2 separate regions of the Mus musculus genome follow, and region 2 is linked to region 1. The links are chromatin contacts, called in public HiChIP or PLAC-seq maps. All regions are on one chromosome and are shown on one strand. The core of a region is the stretch at or near the end of the contact, and the rest is flanking DNA. Distances in the headings are between cores, read along the strand shown. Region 1 overlaps Mtcl1 (microtubule crosslinking factor 1). Region 2 has its middle 20 kb from the start of Mtcl1.

What was found. HiChIP or PLAC-seq counts read pairs in DNA pulled down with a chosen protein or histone mark.
Region 2: a contact with region 1 is called in an H3K27ac HiChIP or PLAC-seq map of embryonic stem cells, with 5 read pairs. The contact joins two enhancer-like sites. A contact is called at or near these places in 3 of 39 promoter capture datasets (embryonic stem cells and neural stem cells), 2 of 15 datasets of contacts at CTCF or cohesin (the NIH/3T3 cell line and embryonic stem cells), 31 of 484 Hi-C or Micro-C datasets (the C2C12 cell line, the HL-1 cell line, adipose-derived mesenchymal stem cells and 13 more), 16 of 115 datasets of contacts at active chromatin or transcription factors (a colorectal cancer cell line, craniofacial prominence, embryonic fibroblasts and 8 more) and 2 of 9 other capture datasets (adipose tissue and pancreatic islet).

Annotation. Positions count from the first base shown.
Region 1 is chr17:66,359,688-66,367,373 of GRCm38.p6, reverse strand. It overlaps Mtcl1 (microtubule crosslinking factor 1), which reads left to right. Exons shown (of 14, transcript NM_172963.4): 8 at 833-1,030. Among named protein-coding and RNA genes, the nearest start is that of Mtcl1, 86 kb to the left of the region's middle. Within about 2 kb of position 2,638, at least 80 of the 459 cell types and tissues checked have an H3K27ac peak or open chromatin away from gene starts, as enhancers often do. A contact at or near this core is called in embryonic stem cells and trophoblast stem cells, where this site is marked.
Region 2 is chr17:66,465,928-66,473,613 of GRCm38.p6, reverse strand. No RefSeq gene overlaps it. Among named protein-coding and RNA genes, the nearest start is that of Mtcl1, 20 kb to the right of the region's middle. Within about 2 kb of position 3,548, at least 29 of the 459 cell types and tissues checked have an H3K27ac peak or open chromatin away from gene starts, as enhancers often do. A contact at or near this core is called in embryonic stem cells and trophoblast stem cells, where this site is marked.

The DNA of each region.
Region 1 (7,686 bases), core at 1,389-3,888:
GATTTTGTTTTTGAAACAGGATTTTTGGCTGTTTTGGACTCAAAACAGCCAAAAACAGCCAGCCTAGGCTGGCTTTGAACTCAAGATTCTTAGTCCTCAGTTGCTAAGATTACAGGTTTGGGCCATCTTACTTGGTACTGACCAACTCTTTACTGCCCAACTGAGTGCCCTGTGGCTTTGCATGTCCTGTCCCCCAGTCTCACTTGCTGGGCGGCCTGGGCAGCCACACAGGCCTCTAACTCAGCTATTTCTGTGTTGTGAGAACTTGGAGCCCTTTGAGATGCCAGAGCCTTTTGTCTGCCTTTGAGTAAACAATGCATGCCATTGAAGTTACCCTGAGAATGCCAATTCTCTCTCCTCAGATTGAGGAACATCCTTAAAAATTAATTCAACCAGGTTCCCAGGATCCATGCCATGGAAAAACATGGTCAAGCAAATCCTAGACGTGGCTGTGAAGTTTCTTGCTAAGGAATACACTGGAATTCCTCCTCTGTCATTCACGTCGTAATTTACAAAAAAAAATAAATAAAAGTTTTCATGAGTTCTTTTCTAATAAATTGAGCACCCTTCCTAGACTGCTTAAATGAAAGAAATGCAGGGAGTGGAATGGGCCTCTTAGTGGAAAAGACAGAGAAGGACTTCATCACTTCCAAAGTGAGCAGTTACCCCAGCAGGCCACGCGTAGTTCTAGTGTGAGGCTTGTGTGAGACCAGGTGTTTAAGACTAACTAGTCTTGGCTACTCATAAGGAGACTCCGTCATATTTGAATAGTTGGTCTGTAGAACCAAAGAGTATAGTCGAAGTTAAGATCATTATGCCTCCTGGTTTTCAGAGCGAACATCCAGAGAATGTGCCTGGGCTTGCTGAGCTTGGAGTCCAGGGGGTTCACCAGACAGATGGGATAGACCAGGAGGATGCTGACCAAGGCTGTAGCCTTCCCATGGGAGAGCATGCCCCACACTCCCTGGTACAGATCAGCGAACACGGATCACGGCTACAGAGTTCAGACGGGGGACCACTTAACAAACAGGTAGGTGCCTAGCTCTCAGGCCAGCATTCTGTACACCCAGGAGGGAGACTCTCATCTTATTCCAAATGCTGATGTTCCTGGGTGCACAAAAGTCCTCAGCTGCCTCTGGTGACCTTTTGGTACTGGGGAAAGAATTGGAATGTCACCAGATGTCCTGACATGCCTTTCTTTCACTCCCATGTTAGCTCGTCTATTCATCTGGTTAGCCCATAGCTTAGGACCGTAGTTAGATCAGGTCTATTGAATACCTGCCTCCTTGGACCCAGAAAATTGGTCTCAGAATGAAGAAATTCAATAGGCAGACCTCTAAGAAGAGAGAATAATTGTTTTTAATCATAGAGAGGTAACAACCTTGAAGGGCTTTCTGGTTGGTGTTTAACTGAGTAGTCATTGCCAACAGCACTGCATTGGTAACATATTTTATAAGGAAAAATAAAGAAGTATTTGTTTAAATTCCCATCATGCACAAAGTATTTCACATCTCTCTGACCACTTGAAGCACACAACATGTATTTACATGGTGACACTTTGGACAAATTACAGAGTGTGTTAAGAGGAGTGTAGATTAAATATTACTAAATGGTTAGTGTCACCGAGGACCACAAACAGAAACTCCAAAGGCCAACTCCTCCCACAACCCCACATAAACATTATTTTATCTATCTATCTATCTATCTATCTATCTATCTATCTATCTATCTATCTATCTATTTATTTAACGTTCCTAAAACAAAGTAGTGTCTGTATTTGGAGACTTGAAATCCTGAGAGATCTCTGAGTACTTTCTGACCCTCCTTGGCTTCTCAGAGAGTTCTGACAGGAAGCCTGGATTCCTCACCCTGGCTGCCTGCTTGCAGGGGTAAGGGTGCAGGTTTTGGCACTGGGCATAGCCCAGCCTTCCAGCCACAGGCATTGTGGTTTACTCCTGCCATGTGCTGTAGCTGCTGTTTCTTTCTCACCTGTCCTCTCTGCCCAGAGTTGTGTGGGTCAAGTGGGAGTTGGCTGTCGCTAGCAATTTGGTGCAGATTCCAATGTGAAAACGGTGGTCTTTGGAGTGCAGGTTAAGAGGATATCTGGGGTTCCTCTCAGCGCTTTCTCTTCTTCATACACAAATCCGAACAGTTGTCTGTACCCCACCCACCTTCCTTCTCCCTCGAGCCTGTGAGTCAGGATGGAGATAATAACTTTCAAAGGAACCTCTCCTCACACTCACCAGGAAGTGCGTCAGCGTGCCAGAATCCCCAGGGAGATTTGAGGTCATGGAATAAGTTTTCCAGCAGTGATCTAGTTAGAGACTGGAATGGTACAAGCTATGAATAAAGCTTTAAACGTAGGCATTTTATTGATTTGAAAAGAGGTATTGTCATCAGTCGGAAGTGTCTCTGGCTCCAATCAATACTTAGACAGAAACCTGTCAATATGAAGACCATGTGGTGAAGCCTTTCCCAGGAGAGCACCCAAATGCTTTGGAGAAAGGAAGAGATGTAAACACATCTGGTTTTCTAAACAGTCATGGAAAATGTTACCGTGGGGGTGAAAAATAATGTAAAGTTACCCAGCCGGAACCACCCATCAGTGTGTCTGAATGTTTATTTCCCCCTCGCCTTCTGTGGTTTCTCTTAAAAGTAGGGCAGACATCTAAGTTTCCACCGCATACGGCGTGCAGGATGGGCTAGTTGGGGAGTGCTCATGTCAGAATCAGCTCTGCGTCTCCATCAGCCTGAAGTCAGGAAAGGGAACGTGCGCAGTGCCGTGTGCGCAGTGCCGTGTGCGCAGTGCCGTGTGCGCAGTGCCGTGTGCGCAGTGCCGTGTGCGCAGTGCCGTGTGCGCAGTGCCGTGTGCGCAGTGCCGTGTGCGCAGTGCCGTGTGCGCAGTGCCGTGTGCGCAGTGCCGTGTGCGCAGTGCCGTGTGCGCAGTGCGGACTGGTAAACCACAGCTGGTTCACTAGGCGTGAACATTCTCCATCAGAGGCAGCCTGAATGCAAGAGCCACGACGTGTGTTTTTAAAAGCTGCTGTGCAGAACCATGGCCCCTTCGAAGCCCAGGGGGAGTGATAAGTAGCGTGGGAAACATGGCCAAACGGCGTCCCCGAGGTTCAATAAGCAACTAACAACATTTTCCAACCCCAATCTTGGATTGGTGTTTTGCTGCAGTTCCCACCGCGGAACCCTGTCGACGGCAACATTTATCAGGTCCGGAGGAGTTCAGTATCGCAGGTGTCCACTCACGTGGAGAACAAGAAGCACACTTCACCAGGTTGGCAAGCATTCGGTTGTGCCAACATCCCCTACTTCCCAGTCTTCAGTGACACAATCCCATGGCAGTGACCCCATTCTCAAGCACACTGTGCCCTTTCATCTTCTTAGGTGAGAGCAAGGGAAAATGGGCTCAGCGACTCCCGACGAGCTCAGGCCTGCGGCTGCCCAGTGGCCATGGCCGAGAATGCTTGCTGTACTTTTTAGTGATTACTGAAATGGAGGTCTGATCACAGGTTATTCATGTGGCCAACACTGCCCTATGGTCCCAGGGCAAAACAAAGGGGGTGGCTTTGATGGCTAAAGAGAGAACAGTTCATGTGGCAAGCCTAACATAAGATTCATGACAATAGTGGAAGAAACGTGACTTCACGTTGATCTCTGAGACACCTTTCACCATACTGCTAGAGTCCTTTGTCCCCAAAGCTGGCCTTCCCTCAGCTAGTAGACTTTGTTGTTGTTTAAAGATTTATTTATTTATTTTATGTATATATGAGTGCACTGTCACTATCTTCAGGGATACCAGAAGAGGGCATTGGATCTCATTGCAGATGGTTGTGAGCCACCATGTGGTTGCTGGGAATTGAACCCAGGACCTCTGGAAGAGCAGTCAGTGCTCTTAATCACTGAGCCACCTCTCCAGTCTGCTAATAGTCTTTGACTATGCGGCCTCTCTGTTTGGTAAAGAATATTCTGGAAAGAGCCCTTCTAATGAGATAAGCATGTCAGAACAATAAGCCACCACTCTAACCTCCTTCCGCACCCCAGCTCTGGTGATTACATACTTATGACCACAACACTCAGGAGGCTGAGACAGGAAGATTTCAAGTTAGAGGCCAACCTGAGGTACATAGCTAGTCTCCAGAAACAAACTTCAATGAGAGAGGATGCCGATGTAGTTCAGTAATAGGGCACTCACCTCGAAAGCACAAGGCCCTGGGTTCACTCCCTGCTCCTTCCCAAAAACTTAATTCTTTAACAGCTTCCCCTCTTGTGCCTTGACAGTCCATACATTTTGGGAGTTTTTTGCACTGCAGCCTGGTTTACTCTTTAGATCCTATAACTTCCCTAGGAGTCAGACCAGAGCAAACTAGACCAGAGCTCACGATCAGTCAGACCAAAGCAAACTAGACCAGAGCTCACGATCACACACAGTTGGTTTGTGTTGTGTCTTTGGTTGGTTGCTGTTGTCTCCAGAAACTGCAGGCATAGGTAAACATTTACAGGTACTTAAAGTACTTAGTAAAAGGGCTCACCCTGCCCCCACCCCCAGCCTCCCTCCCAGAATGCACCACACTCAGTAGTTTATAGCATACCTCCCACAAGGAAGGCAGGTCCTAGAGCTCTCTGGTCTGTGGCTCAGATGACCAGCTGATTTTCCTCAAGCTTGTCCTGATTCCTCAGGTGAGGCTATACATGCAGAGTGCAGAGTTATTGCATATTATTAGCCGATAACACAGTGTAACCTACTAAACGTGTGTCTCTTTGATAATCCCTCAGCCACCTGATTTTATTCTTGGCGGGGGGGGGGGGGGGGGGGGGAGGGAGCACGGCACTCTTAGAGCATAGACCGAGCGTCTTCCTGGCCACGAGCCCCTGGCACATTCCCAGCCAGAAGGCAAATGATGTCTGCGTGACTGTGAGTATCATTTCTGGAAGCTCCCACCGTAGATTACACTTTCAAGGTCAGTCTTCAGTGGCCCTTTCTCTTTTATCTGTGGAAAGATAATGGCTTCAGAAAAGAATGCCGAATTTAATCTCCGTGTAACAATGACGGCGGGAGTGACCAATGGCTCCTGTAGGGAAATGTTGCTGATCCATGGATCTATCATTTTAAGGACTTGTTTGGGATTTCCTGCCAATAGCCGTGGACCACCTGGAATTGATACTATTTGCTTTTATGGAACTTCACATGAGCTCCCTTCTCGGAATCTTTGTCGAATAGAAACTGGCCCTGCGTGGATCAGGCAGGCAACCAGGGCAGCTACCTCAACGCTGCACTACCCTGCCTGTGTGGGCAGCTGAATTAAATAGGGGCAGAGGCCATCAACGCCGTGTTGTGCCTGGCTCTTTGTTTGTCCCCTCATGATGGCAGGTCAAAGGATCTCATTCGCCTTTTGATTAAGCCTGTTCTCAAAGGTAATGACTTAGAGGCAGGCCGGGCAGTGCTGAAGATGGCTCCATGCTTCACACGTGATGCAAAGGTCTCAGAAATCTCAGACTCTGAAAAAATATCTGGTATTGCCCCATAAGTAACTTGTAACACCACCTTATCCATACTCCTGCCTCACTGGCTATGAACAGTACCACAGGCTCGGAAGGCAGTCTGGGTGACTGAAGGCCAACCTTGAAACCATCAAGAAAAGAAAGATCCATGAGTACAGACTTCAGTTTTGGATGCTAAAGTGCCACAGCACCCAAGAGGTGAGCTGCGAAGGACCAGAATGTCCTTAAACAAAGGACCAGGAAATAATAAGGCTGTTGGTATCATCCAACGAGTCTGAAAAGACTGTGGTTTTGTTTTTATTTTGTTTTGCTGAAGTTAAAACTGAATTGAAATGTGCAAACAACAACAACAACAAAAAATTGCATAGTTGGACTCTGGCCCAAAAAATTCAGAAAGTTCTTGTGTGCAGATGATCTTCCAGATCATGAAGTCTTTCTGGACCAGAGCCTTCCCTCTGTAGACCTGGCTGGCCCTGAACCCACAGAGAACTCCCCGGAGTTGATATATTTGTCTTTAAGCTTCCTTTGGATGTCCTCTCTTTTTACCCCGACACTGGTCCCAGCAAGAGGCCTCAGAACAGGCCTGAGAAAGGGGAGGCCAGTGTCTCAGAGACAGGATGGATTCTCCCAACAAAATGAAAAGAAAACAGCTGGGCTCAGTGTACTGTGGAGGTTTACATGTTTCTGGCTCCTGTTGCCTGTCCCTGGTGGAGACAGACCGAGGTTACAGTCTGGAGAGTGGGACTTGCTGTACCTCTTTGCTCTGAACTTTCGTTCTTTCTCTCTATATAAAATGCATCAAGACTGTAGGAGATATAAGAGCTATGATGAATAAGTTAGCGTACACGCTGGCACATACGAAATATTAAGTAGGGGCTACAGAGACAGCTTCCCAGTTAAGAGCACTACCTGCTCTCCCAGTGGACCCAGGTTCGAGTCCCTGTACCCACATGGTGGTTTACAACCATCTGCTGACTATGCATGCAGACTAAGCAAGACAGGTATAAAATAAATAAAATTTAAAGATAAATTGTAAGTAGTAGTGGCTATTATTATTGAATGACGTGGGCATCAAGAACTTTTAGAAGAACCAAGTCCATCCATGGCATGAGAGTCTCTAGAAATGTTGACATGGTGTTGTGAGTTCATGACAGAAGCTCCTTGGCTACCTGCTATTCCAGTATAGGGCTCCTGGGTGATGATAACAATTGGCAGTCACCTTGATTCTCTGGACTTGCTTGCTCCCACTGGCCACCTTCACTCCAAAGCAGTTTTGGAACCCTGGAGTCATAGGATATTCATTCTGCTGATGACTTTGGAACCCAATGTGCCTACAAACGTTAAGACTTAATTTTACTGGATGCAGTATTTGCTAATGCCAAAACCCGCCAGCTTGGCTGCCAGGGAAAGTAAAATTTCAATCTGCAAAGAGGCTGTAAAGCTCAGATTCTAATGTTGTTAGTAGTCACGTGACAGAGGAGTTGATCCATCGCAGGCTGAGCCTTTATGTGACTTGGTTATACATGGAAATGGTTGATTACATGTAAGAATGCTTTCCCCCATGTAAATGGGAAGGACACCACCCCCCAAAGACCAGATCAAAACTATTACAGTTATTATACACTTTCATTTTATTTGATTCTGTTTGCATCCCTAGAACCAGGAGCTCAGGGTCAGGAGCCACGGTGTAGGGGGTGGGACTCAAACTCTGGTGCACTGGAAGAACAGCCAGTGTTCTTAACCGCTGAGCCATCTCTCCAGCTCCTCTGTAGGTACTTTTGTGTGTTCATGAGTATCCTCCATGAGGACTGGTAGCTGGAGGGGCTGTTACAAATTTAAGAAGTTTTCTGTCTGCCCAATTTTTCAAATGTTAGATGAATTTTACTCTTCCTACTATTCTTTTATATATGTGTGTGTGTGTGTGAGTGTGTGTAAGTACACTGTAGCTGTCTTCAGACACTCCAGAGAAGGCGCCAGATCTCATTACAGATGGTTGTGAGCCACCATACGGTTGCTGGGATTTGAACTCAGGACCTTTGGAAGATCAGTCAGTGCTCTTATCCGCTGAGCCATCTCTCCAGCCCCTGAATTTTACTCTTAATGCCTTTTGTCACAAGGAAATATTAGTGTTGACAGTCAGAAATTTTTAAAAAGACCTAATAGACCTAATCACTG
Region 2 (7,686 bases), core at 2,299-4,798, 110 kb before region 1:
TGAGTTCACTGGCTCCAATGATTGAAACCAAGGGAGTCGCCAAGGGGAAAGGGGAAGAGGGAGAGGGGAGAGAAAGGGTGCCTGCATGAAGAGATGGAGAAGAAGAGAGACCAAAGTGTCTGGATTATATAAAGAAGAGCCTGGGGGACAGAGGAGGTGGGAGGGCAACCAGGTCCTGGGCAGGAAAGTTCAAGGTTGGGGCAGGGTATGCCAGGTGGGGACTGAGGAATGCTGGGAGAACCTGGAGGCTAGGCCTACTTTGATATGTAAAATATGCACCCCAGTCCCTTGTCCCCCATACCCCCCTAGCCCCCTTGAAACCAAACAATCTGTTTTTGTAGCTCAGATCTTTACTAAAGGAGGCCAAAGCCACCAACAAAAATGACAGAAAGAAGTCAGTGTGTCCTGACTCAGTTTACAGGGAGAAGCAGAGGTGAACTGCTGAGACCTGGACTTGCCTGGGATTGCCAGGGTTTTGGAAACAAAGATTTAGGGTTAGGCCTAAGCTCCTTAGCTGCCAATGTGAAGCCTGTCATGGAATCAGCCCAGCCTTCTCAATAGAAACTGAAGAGATCGTGTGTTCTGAGGTAAAAGATGTGGCCTAAATCTAACCTGGTACAAAATGTAATTTTGTGAGATATGACTCCTATTCTGTTCTTCTGGGAAGAGTTTCACTTCTTTTTGTTTTCAAACTGGGTCTCAAGTAGATCGTGATGGCCTCTAACTCCCCAGGTTGGGAGTTGGGGGCGGGGGGGGGGGGGGAAGTAACCTTTAACCTCTGAGGGTAAAGGTGACTTTTAACCACTAGTCTTACTGCCTCCACCCTTCAAATGTTAGAATTGCAGACCTGGGTTTTGTCTCTTCTTTTGTTTCTGTAGTGCTGGGGACTGACTCTCAAATTAATGTTCTTGATTTAAAAAAAAAATAGATCTAATGATAAACTTTAATGAGATTAAGATTTACTGTAGGAAACATGCCACCCATCTACCAGCCAAGTAGCACAAAGTTGATCTGTAACAAACCTGCTTCTCCGATTACATCTGGTTTCTGTCACCTAATGACTATTTCCTTTTCCTGTATAATGTCCTGTTAAGGGTAAATTGCATTGTTCTCCTGGAGGCCTTTCTCTTTGGATGAAGAGTCTACTAAATCTCTCACTGAAATGGTTCAATGGCTTCAGGGAGCCCCAGCATGCTCTGGGGTTGTTTTCCTGTGGACTTCAAGAGCCTTACCAAGTCTACTAGACACAAATCCTTGTGTCTACCCAGGCTCACTGACTAGGGGGGTCTTGTAGGTGAGTTATTGTAGCATTCTGGGCACCAGGTGATGCTGGAAGGCTCAGTTTAAGAACCTCCTTTTGAAGAGACAGGAAGCCGCAAAGGATCGATCACAAAGACTAATAAGGAAGGGAAGGGGACAGCTCTGGTCTGTGCTTTTCATGGTTCAAAGTGGCATCCTTTTAATAAATAGGTTGTCATCACGGTGGAAGTTTAGACAGCGACCCCAAGATAAGCTCCTTGGTTTGTTGTTCCCACACCAGACTGGAGTTTTGTTCTGTGAGTGTAAACAGCTGATGCTGACCCTGTATCCATGATAACCACAAGCTGCGGACCAGCTTGGGCTGCCCCATTCAGGAGGAAGCTAAGGAGGAGTCTAATGAGAGTTTACTTCAGGGGCAACATGTCCAAACAAGTCAGAAAGATTTTGATTTGCTTGGCTCCCACCGACACAGTAAGTCTGGGACACTTGATAGGTTATTTCACTGCTGCCACCGGTAAAGTGAGCCAATTTAAACCAAATTAGATTAGATTAAAGGCAGATTTATTGGGAAGCTGTTCTTAGGTGGGCAAGTTCACTGGGCGCAAGGACCAAGGCCAGGGAGTCACCATGGGGAAAGGGCAGAGGGTGTAGGGGACAGAGAGAGAAGAGAAGAGGAGAAGAGAGACCGAAATGTCTGGATAGTATAGGGGGAAGCCTCTAGGAAACGACAGCCCAGCCTCTGGGCTGGAAAGTTCAGGGTTGGGGGCAGGGTATGCCAGGTAGGGACTGAGGGATGCTGGGAGAACCTGGAGGTCAGGTCTGCTTTGGTATGTGAAATATGCACCTCAGTTCCTTGTTCCCAGTCCAAACAACAGTGTCCCATTCCCAACCGAAGACATTAAAATTTTTGACAGGTGCTAAGAGCTACTAACACCTTTCTTAGAGTGAGGAGCAGAAAGAAGTAGTGGCTGCAGAAACACTCCTTGGAAGAAGCCACAGGCAGTCAGTCTCCTGACTTACAGACTGGTCCTCACCAAACTCTCCTCCCGTTGTTGACTTCTCTTTCCTGTGCATCAACAACAGCAACCGTCTTTCCTGAGGACCCTTGCTTATAAAATGGCTAAGTGAGGTCCAAAGCTAGGAGTAGCCAGCCATAGCCATCTTGGTGTTCTCTCTGTGTGTGGTAGCATGTATTTGCTGGATGACTTAGCAAGGACTCTGCATGTCTGGGTGGCTAGGTGTGAATCACACACACAACCGCGATGGTGATTTTTATTATCAGGAAGGTGGGGTTCAAGGGACATTTATCAGGGAAATTGGAGCCCCTTCTTAGGATTGTTAGTCCTATGAATAAGATAATTTCAGAATGGTCTCAAATGAAAGCTCACAATTTAGTAAGGTGTAGAAGAAACCCCCCAGGGTAGACAAGCTGTAAATCTTTGCAGCTGCCCACAGGAGAATGGAAGAAAGAAGCAAAGACGAAACTTGCGTTTTTGGCATGAAGTCTGCCGCACAGCAGTGGGCAGCCATGTGGCGAGAAAAGGGCTTCGGAGTGACAGGAGTGACAGAGGGATAAGAAGCGCCTGCATCAGAAAGAGCAGACCAAGGCTCTGGCCAGTGTCTAGAAGAAATAGAAGAATAAAAGAAAAAGGAAGCTGGGCGTGGTGGCACACGCCTTTAATCCCAGCACTTGGGAGGCAGAGGTGGGCAGATTTCTGAGTTCGAGGCCAGCCTGGTCTACAGAGTGAGTTCCAGGACAGCCAGGGCTACACAGAGAAACCCTGTCTCAAAAAACCAAAACAAACAAACAAACAAACAAATAAATAAGAAAGAAAAAGAAAAAGGAAGAGTGTCCCTAAGAGGCCTTCACTGCCACCTCAGAGCAGCTTGTAAGAACTGTATAAGGGGTGGGCATTCTGGGTAAAAAGTGCGGTGTCTCGTTAAAGGGAAAATTACCCTCACCACCACCTCCTTAGCTTAATTTTGGGTGAGCCAGCCTCCTTCCTTCCTGACGGGGCGGTGCCTTGGCCCATGGATTGACCCGTGCAACTGGAAGGTTAGGTCTGTACCCAGGCTGGAGACTGTTGTACAGAGCAGGAATTTTCCTTTAATGGTCCCAACGGCTGCTTTAATTTCATGTAAATTAAATCCCTTTTAGGTTGGGAGTGTCAGGGTTTGTAGGAGGTACACTCAACTAGCACAGACTCCCCCACACATACACCAACCCCTTTCACGATGTAAAATGCTGTGGTGGTTATTTGTGGCTCTCCTTCCATTAGATATGGACTCCCCGTGTCAACACACACACACTTCTCCCAGGAAGCTCGCCTCATAGCCACCTCTGAGCTCATTGTGGACAGCAAAGAAAACTCTTGAAAATCCAAGCTGCCCTTTTCTTTTCTTTTTTTTAGGGCAGTCTGTGTACCTTTGGGTTCTCAGGGAAGGAGTTTGCCGAGGAAAATGGGGAATGTCAACAGGAGAGAGGCTCTGTTTTCCTAATGATGAAGCCTGCTAAGCTTGGAGAGTTAGATTAACATATAAACAGGTTAATTTGGAGAAGAGCTGAGCTGCAGAGCTAGGCTGCTGTTGCTGCTGGGTGTGCTAATTATGATCCTCTGTAATCCTTCTAGGGTGCTGGGAAAAAGGAATCGGAGAACTGGAGAAAAACTAAAACCCAAGGAGGTTCAGTGACAAGGCCAAAGGGGTCACAGGACCACCAGGAATTTGTTCTATGTTTTGAATGTGCTAAGGGTTTTATATGCAATTCCTCATTTATTTGGTGGGTGTCTTTGTTTTTACACAGGCTCTTTATGTACCCCTGGCTAGCCTGGAACTAACTATGTTTATCAGGCTGCTCTCAAATTTACAGAGATCCACCCCTGCATCTACCTCCCACGTCCTGGGATGCCCGTCCTGGGATGCCCGTCACGATCTCTCTCTCTCCTTTTTTTTTTATTTTTTTAATTTTTTTGGTATTTCGAGACAGGGTTTCTCTGTGTAGACGGGGCTGTCCTGCAACTCACTTTGTAGACCAGGCTGGCCTCAAACTCAGAAATCTGCCTGCTTCTACAATATCTCTTAATTCTCTCAATTGCTTTTGGGATTTTTTTTTTTAATTATTATCTCCAAATTCATTATGAGACAGGCAACTACCTAACCACAAAGAGAAATTAAGTTGCAACTGGCCCAGATTAACTCTGATAGTGACTGGCAAAGTCAGATGAGCTGAGGTTAGCCTGCTTCCAAAGGACATTGGAAGGACATTGACTCACACAAATTAAAGTTGGGTGTTCTCTCTCTGTCTCTCTGTGTCTCTTTCTCCTATCTCTGTCTCTGTCCTCTCTCTATCTCTCTGTCTCTCTCTGTCTCTGTCTCTGTGTGTGTGTGTGTGTGTGTGTGTGTGTGTGTGTGTGTGAGAGAGAGAGAGAGAGAGAGAGAGAGATACAGTTATCCTATATAGAGCGGAACACTCAATAATCTCTTATTCTCAGGACTTTGACTGGCTAGCGTTAGTAATAATGAATTTAACAATAAGTTAATATAGACCTTCTGTATTAACTGATGCACTGCAGAGAGACACTTTCTAGCCAAAGTTGAGGGTGGAACTAGCCTATTTGTATAAATGTAAATATTTAGAAGACAGCTTAGCAGCATGTAACAGGGTCTTTCTTAGAGTCTATGCATCCTGGGCCCTGACTAGATTTATAGTGCAGATAGATTTCATCCTGAGGAATGGGCTTTGAGTCCAATCCAAAAGTGGTTGGCTAGCTCATTCTCTCATGGCCTCATTCTCTCATGTCTGATAGGTTGGGGTTGTAGTGAGGCGGGGGATGGGAAATGGGGTGAGGGTTCCACTTACTATCACTCCTAGTGACCCTCTAGGAAAATTTTTGCTTCCTGTCCCCATAACTCTAGGTTCTGCTGGCTTAGAAGTTTTGGCTCCAGAGAGGGGAGTGCTCCTACCAGGAGCTACAACAAACATTTCATTGAACTGGAAGCTCAGACTTCCCCCTGGTCATTTTGGGCTTCTAATGCCCTTAAACCAACAGGCTAAAAAAGGAATAACAGTGTTAGGAGGGGTGATAGATCCAGATTACCATGGGGAAATTGGATTACCTCTTCACAATGGTGGTAAGCAAGATTATGTCTGGAGTGCAGGAGATCCCTTAGGGCGTCTCTTAGTACTACCATGTCCTGTGATTAAAGTCAATGGGAAACTACAACAGCCTAATCCAAGCAGGATGACAAAGGACGCAGACCCATCAGGAATGAAGGTATGGGTCAATCCTCCAGGAAAAGAGCCAAGACCTGCTGAGGTGCTGGCTGAAGGTGAAGGAAATACAGAATGGGTAGTAGAGGAAGGTAGTTATAAATACCAATTAAGGCCACGTAACCAGTTGCAGAAACGAGGATTATAAAGTAATATGAATGCCCATTGTAAATTTACTAATGCGTTTGCGATTGTACGAGGGATAGTTATATCATGTTAGGCGTATTTACAACCTTGTTATTGTTTCATGTGAACATGAGATATTATTTGTGTCAAGTTGACAAGGGGTGACTTCCCAACCCCCGGTGGCCTGTACTTCACGTTCCAGCATAGTGAAAACTATGCCAGTAGGGAGGCGTTTTCAGGTCAGGTTCCAGTTTGATTTCTCTGTCCTGCCGTTAAAGTGTCTTCTGTAGTAGGTAGGGTCCTACCACCCAGTTCTGGTGGATAACCAATAACAGTGCATGCTCATCTTTTTCCTTTCCTTTTCTTTTTTTTTAGATTTATTTATTTATTACATGTAAGTACACTGTAGCTGTCTTCAGACACCCCAGAAGAGGGCATCAGATCTCATAATGGATGGTTGTGAGCCATCATGTGGTTGCTGGGATCTGAACTCACGACCTTCAGAAGAGCAGTCGACACTCTTTTTTTTTTTTTTTTTTTTTTTGTTTAAAGATTTATTTGTTTGTTTGTTTATTATATATAAGTACACTGTAGCTGACTTCAGACACACCAGAAGAGGGTATCAGATCTCATTACGGGTGGTTGTGAGCCACCATGTGGTTGCTGGGATTTGAACTTCGGACCTTCTGAAGAGCAGTCGGGTGCTCTTACCCACTGAGCCATCTCACCAGCCCGCAGTCGACACTCTTAACCGCTGAGCCATCTCTCCAGCCCACGCTCATCTTTTTATGGGAGGGGATTCAAATCAGATCCTCACGCTTACACAGAAAGTACAGTTACCCACGGAGCCCACTCCCCAGCCACATCACACTGAGGTACTGGGTCCTGAGAACTGGCACATGACGAGAAAGTGTCCACCACTGAGGGACACTCTCAGCGTTGGACTTCTAGGTTTTAAGTTGACAAAGAGCATCTGGTGTTCAGTTTCTATTATTATACATGGAAGGCTGTGTTTCATTTTTTAGTGTCTCACTGTATAGTCCTGGCTGGCCTGGAACTTGCTATGTAGACCAATGTACTGGCTGGTTTTGTGTGTCAATTTGACAAATGGAGTTATCACAGAGAAAGGAGCCTCCCTTGAGGAAATGCCTCCAGATCAGGTTGTAAGGCATTTTCTCAATGAGTGATCAAGTTGGGAGGGCCTAGCCCATTGTGTGTGTGGGTGGGTGCTGTCCCTGGGCTGGTAGTCCTGGGTTTTATAAGAAAGCAAGCTGAGCAAGCCAGGGTAAGCAAGCCAGTAACTAACATCCCTTCATGGCCTCTGCATCAGCTCCTGCCTCCAGGTTACTGCCCTGTGTGAGTTTCTGTCCTGGCTTCCTTTGGTGATAAACAGCAATATGGAAGTGTAAGCTGAAGAAACCCTTTCCTCCCCATTCTTGGTCAGGATGTTTTGTGCAGGAATATAAACTCTGACTAAGACAATCAGGCTGGCCTCAAACTCAGCGTTCTTCCTGCCTCTGCCTCCAGATTACTGGAATTAAAAGCAGGTGCCACTATGCCCTTAGAGACTGAATTTCTTAAATTTGAAAAAAATTAGAGATTGTATAAGTTGTAATTAGCATTGTAGTTAGTTACTGATCCGATTCACTATTATCAAGGTACATATATTGAATCCCACATACAAGCTGTCAAAATCATAGTAAAAGTGGTATTAACATTATGAATCAAGAGCTTAATAATGTATAAATGTCTTTTTTTCTCATTTTCCTTTCATTTGAAATTTATAGCATGTCTAATAGTGATTGATGTTATATCGTTTTCCCTTAATTTAAAATTTTTAAATGTGCAAATTCAGGTTGATACATCTGGAGGGGAGTAGTTACACTCTCACATGGCAAACATACGTATTTTTGTCCTTTGAAAAAATTTTCAGCAACTGGCAATTCAGTTTCCAGATTTATCCTGAAATTTGTAAAGCCTTGTCTAAGTTATTTGGGCAGGATAAATATGGAAACGTCCATTCAGCTTCA